Linked DNA regions of Sus scrofa: regions 2 and 3 are each linked to region 1. Evidence: chromatin contacts called from public Hi-C and HiChIP or PLAC-seq data. All regions are on one chromosome and are shown on one strand. The core of a region is the stretch at or near the end of the contact, and the rest is flanking DNA. Distances in the headings are between cores, read along the strand shown.

The links. A called contact is a pair of places that touch in the nucleus more often than the background predicts. HiChIP or PLAC-seq counts read pairs in DNA pulled down with a chosen protein or histone mark.
Region 2: a contact with region 1 is called in a Hi-C map of liver, with 4 times the contacts expected there. The contact joins two enhancer-like sites. A contact is called at or near these places in 4 of 47 Hi-C or Micro-C datasets (embryonic fibroblasts, fetal heart ventricle, heart right ventricle and 1 more) and 1 of 2 datasets of contacts at active chromatin or transcription factors (alveolar macrophages).
Region 3: an H3K27ac HiChIP or PLAC-seq map of alveolar macrophages shows a contact between it and region 1. The contact joins two enhancer-like sites. A contact is called at or near these places in 1 of 47 Hi-C or Micro-C datasets (embryonic fibroblasts) and 1 of 2 datasets of contacts at active chromatin or transcription factors (alveolar macrophages).

Annotation. Positions count from the first base shown.
Region 1 is chr7:87,990,556-87,995,171 of Sscrofa11.1, reverse strand. The region is part of intron 2 of AKAP13 (A-kinase anchor protein 13); the gene reads right to left. Among named protein-coding and RNA genes, the nearest start is that of AKAP13, 100 kb to the right of the region's middle. Within about 2 kb of position 2,506, at least 26 of the 83 cell types and tissues checked have an H3K27ac peak or open chromatin away from gene starts, as enhancers often do. A contact at or near this core is called in alveolar macrophages and liver, where this site is marked.
Region 2 is chr7:88,200,227-88,204,842 of Sscrofa11.1, reverse strand. AKAP13 (A-kinase anchor protein 13) reads right to left here. Exons shown (of 38, transcript XM_021099912.1): 27 at 4,330-4,578; 28 at 1,178-1,254; 29 at 399-580; 30 at 196-278. Among named protein-coding and RNA genes, the nearest start is that of KLHL25, 89 kb to the left of the region's middle. Within about 2 kb of position 2,667, at least 20 of the 83 cell types and tissues checked have an H3K27ac peak or open chromatin away from gene starts, as enhancers often do. A contact at or near this core is called in alveolar macrophages and liver, where this site is marked.
Region 3 is chr7:88,168,844-88,173,459 of Sscrofa11.1, reverse strand. It overlaps AKAP13 (A-kinase anchor protein 13), which reads right to left. Exons shown (of 38, transcript XM_021099912.1): 18 at 494-668. Among named protein-coding and RNA genes, the nearest start is that of KLHL25, 120 kb to the left of the region's middle. Within about 2 kb of position 2,834, at least 24 of the 83 cell types and tissues checked have an H3K27ac peak or open chromatin away from gene starts, as enhancers often do. A contact at or near this core is called in alveolar macrophages, where this site is marked.

The DNA.
Region 1 (4,616 bases), core at 1,257-3,756:
TCTGATTTCCCTTCTTTAAATGGGCCTGGGAGTCATTCACAGGATTTGAACACTAGGTCCACCATAGCTGGAACCTTAGACCAGTTTGTTACCATTCTAAACTCTCACTTCACTGGCTCTAAAGTGTAAATACTGACCAAATCTTTTACATCTCTTGTGAAGGTTAATCAGGGAATGTGCATAAATGATAACCAGGGTACCTTGCCTAGAGGAAGTTCTCAACCAATACCAGTACCCTAACCTACATTTCCTTTCCTTGAGAAAACAGAGAGCAACATCATCCTAAGAAATAGTCCTTGGAGTTTCCATCGTGGCGCAGTGGTTAATGAATCCGACTAGAAACCATGGGGTTGCAGGTTCGATCCCTGGCCTTGCTCAGTGGGTTAAGGATCTGGCGTTACCATGAGCTGTGGTGTAGGTTGCAGACGCGGCTCGGATCCCACGTTGCTGTGGCTCTGGCGTAGGCCTGTGGCTATAGCTCAATTTGACTCCTAGCCTGGGAACCTCCATGTGCAGAGGGAGCAGCCCTAGGAAAGGCAAAAAGACAAAAAAAAAAAAAAAAAAAAATGGTCCTTCTTCTAAAACAAAGTTATAGAAATAGATATTGGTTTGTTTTGTGCATTTTAAACGAAAAGAATCCAGGGCCAAAGATATTCTTTCTTACGATGTTTCTCTACTGTGAAAATGTTTCTGCCTCCTCCCAGAAGCAATTACATGCAAAAACACTCAGTGCTAAGAAAGGAAGGAGGACATAAACAAACAGATCTGTTGGGGTCTGGAAATTTGTAATTAGAATGGCTCATCCCTTTGAAAATCTAACATATGTGGGTTTTATCCCAATCATATGGTGTGTAATGGTAACCATCCCTTACATAACCTTACAGCACGGTTGGAAATGAATTTCCATGTCATGTATGAGTATCTCTCTGCTTTAAAAAAAAAAAAAAAAAGTATTTCATTTTTTAAGGAAAAAAAACTTTCGGTTTTCCTGAGGGACACCTGGACCACAAATCTTGGGGACCTCAAAAGACGAGTTTATAACTGAATAATCTGGGAAATGAACCCCAAGTTTTCCCTCCTTAAATATGTCCTTACAGTCATTTTAGTTAGCAAATCATCAGCGTCCAGTATAAACCTTTCAAGTCAGTATGAAAGCCACAGCAATCAATTGTAGAATATTCTTAACCATAAAGTACTCAATGCCCCCGGAACATCTCGGCAACTGGTAAAACATTCTTCTTCTCCCCGCCCCCCTTTTTATGGCCAGATCCTCAGCATACAGAAGTTCCCAGGCTAGGGGTCAAATTGGAACTGCAGCGGAGGCCTATGCCACAGCAACACTGGATCTGAGTCACATATGTGAGCTATATTGCAGCTTGTGGCAATACTGGATTCTTAACTCAGTGAGCAAGGCCAGGGATCGACTCGCATCTTCACGGGCACTATGTTGTGTTCTTAACCTGCTGATCCACAACAGGAACTCCAGGACATTATTCTAATAGAGAAAAGCATCAAAGAGCCACAGGGGCTGCACTGGACAAGAAAAATGCCTTACTGTTCAGGATCTTCGCCTTCCCTTCCTTTTACTGGTCCCAGGCTAAAAAAACCCGCCTATCCGCCTGAAGAAGCTCTAAGTATAAAGATAAGTGTTTCACCAAGTAATTCAAAAGGATGGCTATTACTGACTTCCCTACATCAAAAATTACAATCCACATTGTGACTCTTTTTTTCTACTTAAGAGGGATTTCAATTAGTAACTGTAAACTACTCTCCAATGTGCCTACAGTGCATACACATTGGCTATCTAATCTTTACCTGTTTACTCCTCTGAAAAAAAGTTCAATGCTATCTTTTCAAACATTCCTCTTCTTTCAGTGATCCCATAGCTACCTTCTTCTCTCTTACTTAGCCCACTTATTCCCAGACTTACACCATGACTTCTCTGTACACGTACTCTGAATCCTAAATTTAAAGCACTGCCTCCTGCAAACAGGCTGGGCTAATTATTTTTGGATTCTGCTACCTGACCAGATCTACCACAACCCCCATGAAGCTTCAATCAAATCCCTCCATCTCTCTGTAGCTCAGTTTCTTCACTCTTCCAGAAAACTGAGCTCAACTGCCCCTAAAATACAATGATTCCTATGACTCATCAAACTGTCCTCCACCCCTGACCTCTCCCACAAAGTTCACTCCCACACAGAGAGCTGCCTGTGGGACAGTTACTTGGGTGCATCATCACAACTTTTTCTCCAGAAAAGTAAAGTGATGAGAGGAGAAAGGAAGTGACTTTCTCTAGCTTATAATCTACAGGATTAATCCAGTACTTTATTCTTGACCCTACTGTCTCTTTGTACCTCACCGAGCTTCCAGCCTGGCCTGGCCAGATTTCTTCTAGAATAAGCCTGGGGTCTGAGATAAGAGGCAACCAAAGACCCCACCCTTCTCCTCCTTCCGAAGTTTAAAAATCTTGCTTCCTTTTCAGCTGTTAGTCTGGGGGAGGATTTATTTACTGTTGCTAATGTCCACTTGCTAGGTTGCTAGGTCCGCTAACGATCAGTGTGTGTGGGTGGGCCTTTTTGTTTGTTTTAGAAATAGGAACCTTTGCTTCATGTGCCTGCCTTTTTCTTTTATCATCTGATAACATTCCCCATCTCCCATCCCTTCTGGGAAGTCTATGCTTTTATCCTGAGAAGGGCTCTACAGCCAAAGGGTACATGTACTATGTGCATAAAAATATAGCAGCCACTTCGTTTGCTCTAAGTTTTTTACTGCAAAAGAAAAGCTCAGACCATAAGTCCCATAAAGGCTAGAGATAATAACTCAGGATTCAAGAGATACAGGAATTATGTCTAGCATTACCTTTTCAATCTGCTAAGAGACTAGGTTATTTATTTCACAGAATACATCTCTAGAATAAAACACTATTGGACACTCTCAGCTACACTCCCCCTGGGGCTTCGGCACATATTCCCTTACAGCATATGCACAATAAAGACATTGTTATCACATTTATTTCCTTAGCAACATTATTAATCACAAAGATGATTACTAACCAAGACCCACACACACCCCCCAGAAAGTGGAAGTTCCCGTCATGGCACAGCAGAAACAAATCCGACTACGAACCATGAGGTTGTGGGTTCGATCCCTGGCCTCGCTCAGTGGGTTTAGGATCCAGAGTTGCCGTGAGCTATGGTGTAGGTTGCAGAGGCAGCTCGGATTTGGCGTTTCTGTGGCTGTGGTGTAGGCCAGTGGCTACAGCTCCAGTTAGAACCGTAGCCTGGGAACCCCCATATGCCGCAGGTGCGGTCCTACAAGGACAGAAGAGAAAAAAGAAAAAAAAAAAAAAAAAAAGAGCGAGAAAGAAAATGAAAGGCCTACTATCAAATCGTTATCATACATTGTTCATTTAGGTTCACAAAGGGACTAATAGCAAATTTTAGAAATGCGGGGTTTTTTCCTCCCAAGAAGCAATTTCAAGCATGAAAGAATATAAAAAACTAAGCAGAATTTTTAAATTACACTGTCCTCTGATAAATGAGATCCAAATTTGCTATTTAAAAACAACAACAACAAAAGTTTCTCAATACAAGAACATCCAATTTACACCTAATATATGGACCTTTTTTTTTTTTTTTCTTTTTAGGGCTGCACCTGAAAGTTCCCAAGCTAGGGGTCAAATGGCAACTGCATCTGCAGGCCTATGCCACAGCAACACCAGATTTAAAACACATCCACAGCCTACACTGCAGACTGCAGAATGCCAGATCCTTAACTCAGTGAGCAAGGCCAGGGATTGAGCCTGCAACCTCATGGATCATGGGATTCTTAGCTCCCTGAGCCCTCCTAAAACATGGATCTTAAAGATGACTACAGAGTAATACAACTATTTTTCCTCAAATAGGTAGTCCAAAATATTTCATTTAAACTAAGAATCCAGTCTGTCTAAGGCTGCAGCTCTACATTAGGATAAATCCAATATCCCCAAGAGGCCTGACTTGACCCCAAGCCATTGGAGGATCTAAAAATTCAGAGTATACTTACAGGTAGGTGCTGTGCTGGTATTCAGATGAGACAGAAGGCAGGCCCCTCGGGAGGTCATTCAGCCTTCTGTGAAATCCTTCAATATCAGGCTTTTGCCTCTCCTCCCTGAGTCTCCACATCATCCAGGAGAGAACATACCCAGTCCCCTCTGCACTCTGAGTCCTGCCCCTGTTCTTCCTGTTTCCCACATGGATCCCCCACCTGGATTAGAGCTCCTGCACTTGTTCCCTTCAGCTAGAACATTGTGCCAAAACCGCACATGGCTGGCTCCTTCTAGTTAAGTGAGTCTCAGCTTAAAAGGCCCACCTCTCAGAGGTCTTGAGCACTTGACCTAAAATAAAATAGCCTCTACTCAGACACAATCACATCACATCCTCTTGTTTCATTTTCATAAAACTGTTCTTCCTGATGTTTTCTTGTTATGCATTATCTGCCTTCTCCCCACTATAATGCAAATACCACAAGTGCAGGGAACCTTCTGTTTCTGTTCATGGCCATATTTTTACCACCATTCAAAAAAGGGGTTTGCATGAAAGAAGTCCCCCAGATACACCCCAAAATTCATTTCT
Region 2 (4,616 bases), core at 1,418-3,917, 210 kb before region 1:
TGGATTTGTTTCTGCTGCGCCATGACGGCAACTCCCAGATCCATTCTTATGGCTGCTTTTCACCAGGACCTGTATCAGTTCAGATTTGGGTGCTCCCCTTCCTGCTGGGATGGCTCTGGGACCGAGACACAACCGGGGCTCTGTGTGGCTGACCTGCCCCACAGGCAGGGCCTCAGACCACTCCACCGGCTTTACCTTTTAACTCCCGGGCTTTGGTGTCCAACATTTTCTTTTCTTCCTCATTCTCACTAGGAATTCCTTCATCTTCATCTCTGTTCCTAATACAACCACAACAAAACAGAAGACTCTTAAGATGTCAATGGTCCTGACGGCTGCCCAGTCCATTATGAAATCACAGGGGCATCAGGAAGCAAGGATGGGCTTGGGGTCTGACTCACAGGGTGTTGATTGTGTCCTGGATGATCTGAATCCAGCTGTTCCGCTCCTCTTTGGAGCTGGCATGGACTTCCACCATCTCTGGATCTTTCATCCCCATACTGATCAGAAATAAACCTTTCTCCTCATGTGCCACTTCTCTTACAATCAGTTTCTTCAAAGAGATCACTGTTGATTTCTGGTCCTGGAAAAAGGGGAGAGGGCGGACATAAGACATGAATACAATAGTCTAACTCTTATGACAGCTTCCAACTAAGGTAAGACTAGCTGCCCTTTAAAAGCATATGGCTTAACAAACAATGGCAGATTTGGGAGAAAAAGAAATAACTCATTACTTCACTTACTTTATCAAACAGAAAAAAGATTTCCAAAAAGGAAACGAAAATTTAAGGCTATAAAGGTTCGAATCATGTTTTCTACATGATGAGCCCTTTCAGGTTCATCACAGAATCTGGTTGGAAATGTTTTAAATTGGCACAATTTGAAAAACAATTTATGAGCAATACTCTAGTGACAGATTTCTTTTTAGATCAAATACCAAAGGCCCTCAAAAGGATTATGAGGAAAAAGAAAAATAATTGGGAGACTCGGGGGTGGGGGGAGGTGGACAGAAAACTGCAAGAGCATGTAAGAAATAACTTGGAGGACTCTGTCCTGGGCCAGTTAAGTCTGAGGGGTGGGAGAGCAGTAATACTGCATTACACTCACGACTCACCCTCCCCGTATTAACTGCAAACTGAGCACTGTTAACTACAAACAGTAGAAGAACAATTCCACTTACCAGTGACGCAAAGATGTATTTCTGGTCTTTTTCTTGAAGGAAAACTAAAATGTCAGTAAGCAGGACCGCTTGAACCTCTGCAGAGTGGAGAGGAGAGACCAGTGAGCAGAACCAGCAAGAGCCTTCAGGCTTTATTAGAGACTAACTCAGCAGCACACCCACGGGCACATGGGGTGGAGATCACTCCTCCCGGATCTGGTCTTGAGACTTTCAGAAGCATTTTAAGATGGGATTTATCACCAAAGCTTTGTTGTAGGAAGGCTTAAAAGCACTCTGTGCTGGAACGATATATCCCATGAGCAAGGTTTTTAGAACAAAATACTTTTAAAAGTTGGGAAGCAGGACTCCAACAGATGTTAATGGCAACATATGCTACAAAATGCTCAGGTCACTAACTCTTCACTTCTGATCATAGTACTGGGAAAGGCGTGGGACAGCAGACAGGGAGGCTGCCAGAAGGTGAGGTAGAAGAATATCTCGGTTCAATGAAAGGCAGACTTCCTCCATACCCCTGGGAGGACGGGATGGCTGGACAATGGCCACTGGCAGCAAAAGTCCTTGTGAGAACCTCTCTGAGCCCCAGTTCCAACACACCACAGACAACCTCAACCTCTCTGCATCTCAGTTAAAACAGAACAAAAGCCAGATGAACATCTCTAGTTGGGCCCAGGAATCAAAAGAATGTCACAAACTCTTGCTCTAATTCTTTAGGAGTATGAAGTGACACTTTCCACTACCTCCTTGAGGGCAAACTGTGCTGTTCCTGGGGGTGGGCCATCTACTGAGATCTAACAGGCCGGCCCCTCTGTACCACCCTCATTCTGGAGAGGGGAGCCTATTTTGACTCCCTGGAGAGAAAGAACGGGCTGACTTATATGCAGTTCCCTTCTGGGTGGTCAGGCCCCTCCTGGCCTTTTCTACCACTTTTGCCAAAACTGGGGTCCCCTCTCTGTGTAATTCGTTGCGAAGCTATGAAGAAAACAGAAGCAAGAATGTCTGATTCCTAGGGAGGTCTAGTTTTTCAGCCTGGACTAGAGTAATTTTCCATGTACTACCATTAGTTTTGACAATTTTTTTAAAGTTTACTTTTAAATAGTTCAGGTGTCTGCCAAAAAAAAAAAAAAAGGTTCTAAAACACAAGTTTCAACTTTATTAGATCTTGAAGTTTATATGATCAGTGTCAGTAGATCAGAGAAAAACAATCCCATCCCTTTCAAAGGTTACCCAACATAGTACTGGCTGTTCTTGGCACAAGTTCACTTGGGGTGAAAATGACTAAACACCAATTCCTATCTCCACTGGAGACATTTCAGGCCAGAAAACGTATCGTTCTACCATTGCTTTGACCACAACTTTATTCCAACAGCTGGGATCTATTACTTTTTATTTTGGGAATGAATCAATAAAATGCTGTATAAAGGAAAGAACACAGTGCTGGCTCCAGGCAGCAGCAGCTCTAGGAAACCCATCCTTACAGGAGAGAAGAGAGAGGAGGTGCTTCTCAACTGCCAGGCTGCCTCAAAGCTGGTCCTGAAGTGGCAGTGAAGGCAGGGTCCTCAGCTGTGGGTCTCAGGACAGCTGAGTACCAGGGCTGGGAGGAAGGGGCCTCAGGGATCATTCGGTTCCAGTGCACCACGCAGCAGTGACATACATGGCTGGTTGGTGGCAGGAAGGGGTATTTCTTCTCTCTGAAATGGCCCTGCCTGGATAAGCCCTTCCTAGCACCCCTGTAACAGTGACTGCCCTCTTCACTCTCGCTGTAGCTACACCGCCCCCGGCAGCTCAATTATATGCACTCTAATCCACCCTTTTCCTGCTTAAAAGCCTCGATTCTGAATCCACTCTTCGCCCACTCCTATCACCAGGATCACTGTCAGCCCAGCAGTCAGTCCAGAGTACACACCCGCTCCAACCCGGCCCCCAGCTGATGCTGCAGCCTTATTTCCTGTCCCTCCCGGTCTCACTCTGCTGCTTGTCCCAGACCCTGACCACCCGCCCTTCTCCACATGCCAGACCCTTCATCTCTGCACTTCCACTTACTCCTCCCACCTGTCTGGCTCCCTCTTCATCCTTTGAGACTGAACTCATGTTCACCTCCCACCCTCACTGGGGCTGAGCGAGGCTCTCACAAGGACCTCTCAACCCTCTCCCAGTCCCCAGTCCACACCTCTCTTCCAGTCCCATCATACTGCGGAGCAAGAACCTCTTTACACGTCTTCATTCTGATCCCAATCTCAGAATGCAGGGTGTCCTGCTTCATTCACCTCTGAGACCAGCTGATCGCCTGGGACTTCTTTATAGTTGGCCTAAGCATGGTGAAACGCTAGCTAAGGACTCTTGGGAGTTCTGACAGTAGTGACCTACAGCATCACTTAGACTTCGGAGATGAGAAAAGCACCCGTTTCACTCACCTGAGCTGTATGCCAGTGGGCTGACAGCACCGGGCTGCTTTGTGTACTCAGCTCACTAAGGCCAGGGAGAGGGCTGGGTATACCCAAGGCTACTGGTGAGGTTAGAGTTACCAGACAGCACCAGAAAATATAGGTTTGATAAAAACAATTATTAAAGCAAACCCAGATGTACAGATGAGTTAATAAACCTAATTTCCTTAACGTGAAGGAGCTGATCACTTAAAAAGTAAAAACCAAAATCAAATGGACAAAAGAGTATCTTTTGTGCTCTCTTTTGCTTAGAGAAAGATTAAGGATATGAGTAACAAGGTTTAATAATAAATCTAGTTGCTGTTGAGTTAAACTTACGTTTCTCTAAGGTCTCAGGAACTGAAAATTCCTCTGACATCTCTTTGGAATGAGTGATGTATTTTTAATCTCAGAGTCTATGAACTGTGCAACTGACGGTGTTTCCCTCCTGGCAACTGTTTTGCCACACCCAAGCCCAACGGCGTCACCCACCTCTCCTAGGCCTGCATCGCTTCCTCATTATCTTACTGTATTTTGTACAGTGTTGTGAGCCTTCTCAAACCTGTCCTTTTTGATACAAGATTAGGAACAATTAAATGACTTGCTTCTGTGTGATGTGTGGACATGGGTCCCTAGGAACAATCTGGTGGTGAATTACTAAACAAACACACTTGGATTCGGCCTGCTCCCCTCTGGCACGTGCTTTTAGCCCCAGACAAAAGTGAGCCTCACCTTTCAACCTTCCTGCCGCACTCTTCAGAAACACGCCCCCATCCCGCACAAGCTTCTTCCGCTTCAGATCCTCCTTGGCAAACATCTGACCACTCTTCATCCTCATGATCGACTTGCTATCTGTCTTCGTATAAATCTCATTGAGACGGACTTTCTTTTCATAACTTGCCACTTTGCTGTTCACAGCTCCAATCACATCCTTCACCAGGCCCAGGGACTGAGCCAGATCTTCCTGCTCTGCTTCACTGTCTGAGAAGGAAAGAATAATTCTGTTTTGAATGGGTCCT
Region 3 (4,616 bases), core at 1,585-4,084, 180 kb before region 1:
CTTATCAAAACCAGAAGCCACATTCAGTTGACAGAGTTGGCTTTAAGGAGGTCAATAACGGGACACCTCTGCACATGAAGGTGCTCTCCCCTCCCTTGGCAGTTACCACGATGTGATGTTGGTCAATGGCTGAGGCTCACACCAAAGTACCAAAAGAAAAAAATGAGCATATATGACATGACGAGAGCCTGCTGGGTAGCTGGAGGGTTTGAGACTGTGAGACTATTTCAACCCTGACATGGACTTGTGTGAATAAGACAGTGGCTTAGGGACAACAGGACAGAATACCTGAAACTGGGGCTGTCTGAAAAAATTATAGGCTGTAGGTTATATATCTAGAATTAATTTCTTCCAATGATGTTTAAAAAACGATATAAGGAGGGCTACTTCTCCACATAAACAAGGAACAGATAAGGGATAGGAGGCAAGAAATTAGAAATAAGCTTTTCTGAGCCAAGGAGTTCCATCACACAGGAAGAAGCACATCTCTTACTTGCACAAGTGTAGGCGTCTTTGTTGGTGAAAGGCTTCATGCACTGGCTACAGCTGATGGGACCCACAACAGTGATGGAACTGAAAGTATGTCCGTTGACGGTCTTCTTGTCCTTCTCCTTCTCTTTAGAATCCTTCTCCTTCTCCTTAATTTTATCTTTCTCCTTTTCCTTTTCCTGCCAAAGAAAAGAATCAACATTTAATTGAATACTAGAAGGCCTTCCCTTCTAGAAGGATACCCACCTGGTATGTGGTCAGCAGTAGCTGGTCAATGTTTTGGATAAAAGTTAGGAGCACTGTCTGGACAAAATTTTTTATTAAGTTGTGAGCATTAGAAAAAGTTTTAGGAGGACTGTGCAGGCTAAACAGTTCTTTTAGTGGCTTATTCACTGGTTATTTATGACAACAGATACAAGGACCAACACTGGAGAGCAAGAGGCTTCTGGTGCTGGAGAAGGAGGAGTCTGCAGTGGCCACCAAGCCTCCTCAGCGAGCCATAGCTCAGCCACAGGGGAAGCAGGCAGCGAGTAGAAGAAAGGATGGTAACAGTCTGGGACCAGCCCCAAGGGGAGGAAAGATGGCTGCACAGCAAGAAAAGGGATCGAAGTTCTCCTCTGACTGCCTCCCACCCATCATATACCCCTAAAGTTAGGGCACCTCTCTGAGATTTCCTCCCTTACTCTAGCCAGAAGTACTGAAATATCCTCCACATATACATGTTCTGTTTTTACTCACTAGAATTTCAAGGTTTTTTTTTTTTTTTTTTTTTGCCCAATTTTCAAACTTGAGGGAGCAGGGATTTAAACCATGCAAACTTTAAGAAATATTAATGCATGCTAGATCCTTAACAAAACACCTAAGCAGTCAGGGACATTTCCAGTGCACACTACTCTTGGGGGACTAGGGCTGTGGGGTAAAACTAGCTCTCCATCAAAGATCCTTTGCAAGCATGGTTACGCAGACACTCAGCTGGTTAATCAACATCAAGTGAATCATTTCCTTCCAACGTAATCCGACCATGAACTACAATTCACAGAAGCAGGAAGAATGTATTCAGCAGTTGTCATGATCGCTAACTCTGGGGTACCATTTTCCAGGGCATAGAATACCTCTCATAATCTAAAAAAACTCCTGAAAAATGGGTACCCTGAAGTTAGTGGTCATGACAACTACTACATGCCTTACATTTTGAATCGATGCCTTCCATGTACATTGTTTCATCTGATTCAATAACTCTGAAGTGAATAGGGCGGGCATTATGCGTCTCATTTTCTAACTGATAAGAAAAAGATATAAAGAACAGCTCTAAGTTTGAACAGTTACTATGTGCCAAACACTGCAGTGAGCCAATAACATGAATTTTCCCGTAACGACTCAATGAAGCATGTACCATCTACTATCTCCATCTTGCATTTGAGGAGGCTGATGCTTAGAGATGTCTGATACCGCAATGGAGGCTGCATAACAATAACTAACCTAGCTGCAATTAAGACCCAGATCTGCCAACTCTACAGCTGGGCTCTAGTTTACTATGCTCTACTGTCAAGGGCTAGAGAGGTTTGTTGACTCACAGAAGGTCACACAGCAAACGATCTGCAGTTAAAATCAGAACCCAGGTCTTCTGACTTCCTATTCAGAACTCATGCACTATACTGAAATGGTGAATGTTTATTAAGTTTGATTTGTATAAAGCCCTTTGTGAACAGAATACACATAAAAAAATCCAAGAGCCAAATTGCTTTGCTTCACAACTATATAAAACAACAACAGAGGAAGGGAGAAAAACAAACTACCTCACTTTACAAAACAGGAAACTGCTCTGAGTAAAAATCAGTAACTGTTAAAGTATGTAAAACTTTAATAAAAATCAACCACGAAAATTGAGTTTTTTCGTGTAACTTTTTTCTTTTAACTACCTTTTGATGAAGGCTTCTCCACACATGAAATGTTAAACTGAACAGCACCTGACATTTTGCTGAAGAAAGCTAAAAAGCATGTTTCAAGAGATAAGAAAATCTTCTACGGCAACTAACTTATTCTCTCAAGCCTTCCTTGCAATGCTCTCAAAATCTGAGTAAATTAATAATTTCCTAACTCTTTGAAACAATCCAAACTAGCTCTTCCAAGGGTCAAAACAAAACAATAAACTCTACCATCTCTTCCTGTGTTTATTAGAATTTAGTGCTTTAAAGAAGTCAGGCTCTTACCTCCCCATGTTTTGGTCCTATGATTCTCACTGTTACGAGGGGTGCTTCATGAAACCGACCCCATCTTACCGACATGGTTCCACCCCCATGCCAGGAAGTGTGCTCTCACGGAAGGAAGGGCTCATGCCAGCAGGGCAGAGCCCAGCAGCTTTGAGCTGCCATGAGAACAACCATTACAGAAACTGTAAGAGGAAGCCGTAGACTGGTTGAGAAAGGGAAGGAGGGAGGGCTGAGGTTGCTTATTTCCTTAAGACAAGCTTAACTATTTGAATGCTGCCAGTAGAGCCAACTACCCTGTTACAAAAGACACAGGACATGAGACAGAACAAATTCTCCAAACACACTGTGTGGAGAGTATTTACGTTGCAAGATGGGAACTCTGGCAAGATTGAGGCCAATTTTTTAACACCTGAAGTTAAGGAACACATCTATTTAAACAGACGTCCTCATTTTATAAAAAGCGGTTAGTTTCCTAAGAAAATTTTTAGTGAGGTGGCTTGTGGTAAAGTGGTGATTGGTTGTTTTCTGAAGCTGGACTTTTCCAGATTCAACACCTCCCAAAATGCTTTAAAACGGTGTGCTGGGGAAATAGAAACTCATATTTAAAGAGAAAGATGAAGGTAACAACTACACTATGATACTATGAGGGGTAAATGATTTTTCATTTTTCTAAACCTACCATTTTAGACAAGTAATTACAATTGAAAAAAATCAGAGAACTCTCTGGAAAACTGTGAAACATGCTGTGATTAAAGCAACTGTCACACTGCAGATCTTTAATCAAAGACGGAATGAGAGAGATAATTATATTTAATGTTGATGCAGGCCTCTGCAAACACTACTCTACCCTAATCGGCACCTTTGAAACGCTGATGGATTTAGTTCTTTTTTAGACACACCACAGAAGCAGGAGTTGAAGCTCAATGTCTTGTTATGAAGTTACAGAGTATACTAGCAGCTGTGCAGGAATGTGATCCTTGCATCTGAAAATGCCTACTTCTCAAGTCAATTAAGAATTTGTCTAAAACATCTCTAACCATCTCCTAGTTGTCTGTAAAAAGGAAAGCTTGGAAGAAAGAAAATCAGTGTGACAGGATGATTTAAAGAGGGTCACCCTACACCCTTTATGAATGCAGACATTATGCATATTGCTGTTAAATACTCCACAGCAAGCAAATTTACTCAGCAGGAAACAGCACTACTTCTTGAAGATACTAAAAGACAAAAGCAGAAACTGCCAGTGTTCCTGTTATACTTCCTGTTTAAGGTTCTCCCTCTTTCAAAAAAGATTCAACATACTTACCTAATTTTTTTTTTTAATTTTTATTTTTTTGTCTTTTTGCCATTTCTTGGGCCGCTCCTGTGGCATATGGAGGTTCCCAGGCTAGGGGTCGAAATTGGAGCCATAGTCACTGGCCTACACAAGAGCCACAGCAACGTGGGATCCGAGCCGCGTCTGCAACCTACACCGCAGTTCATGGCAACGCCGATCTTTACCCCACTGAGCAAGGCCAGGGATCGAACCCTCAACCTCATGGTTCCTAGTCAGATTCGTTAACCACTGCACCACGACGGGAACTCCGATACTTATCTTATTAATAACTCATGCCAGTTAATGATAATTCATAAAAGGACATATAAGAGCTCAGTCCTCAATTTCTCAAAAATTTCTTATATACTGGCTACAGGTATGAGACTATATATTATATAGTATATATTATGTTATACATAAAGTATATTATATATACTATAGAGTGTTTACACTAATTAACATTAAAAAAACTAGTTCTAGGAGTTCCTGTCGTGGCTCAGTGGTTAAGGAATCCGACTAGGAACCATGAGGTTGTGGGTTCAATCCCTGACCTTGCTCAGTGGGTTAAGGATCTGGTGTTGCCGTGAGCTGTGGTGTAGGTCACA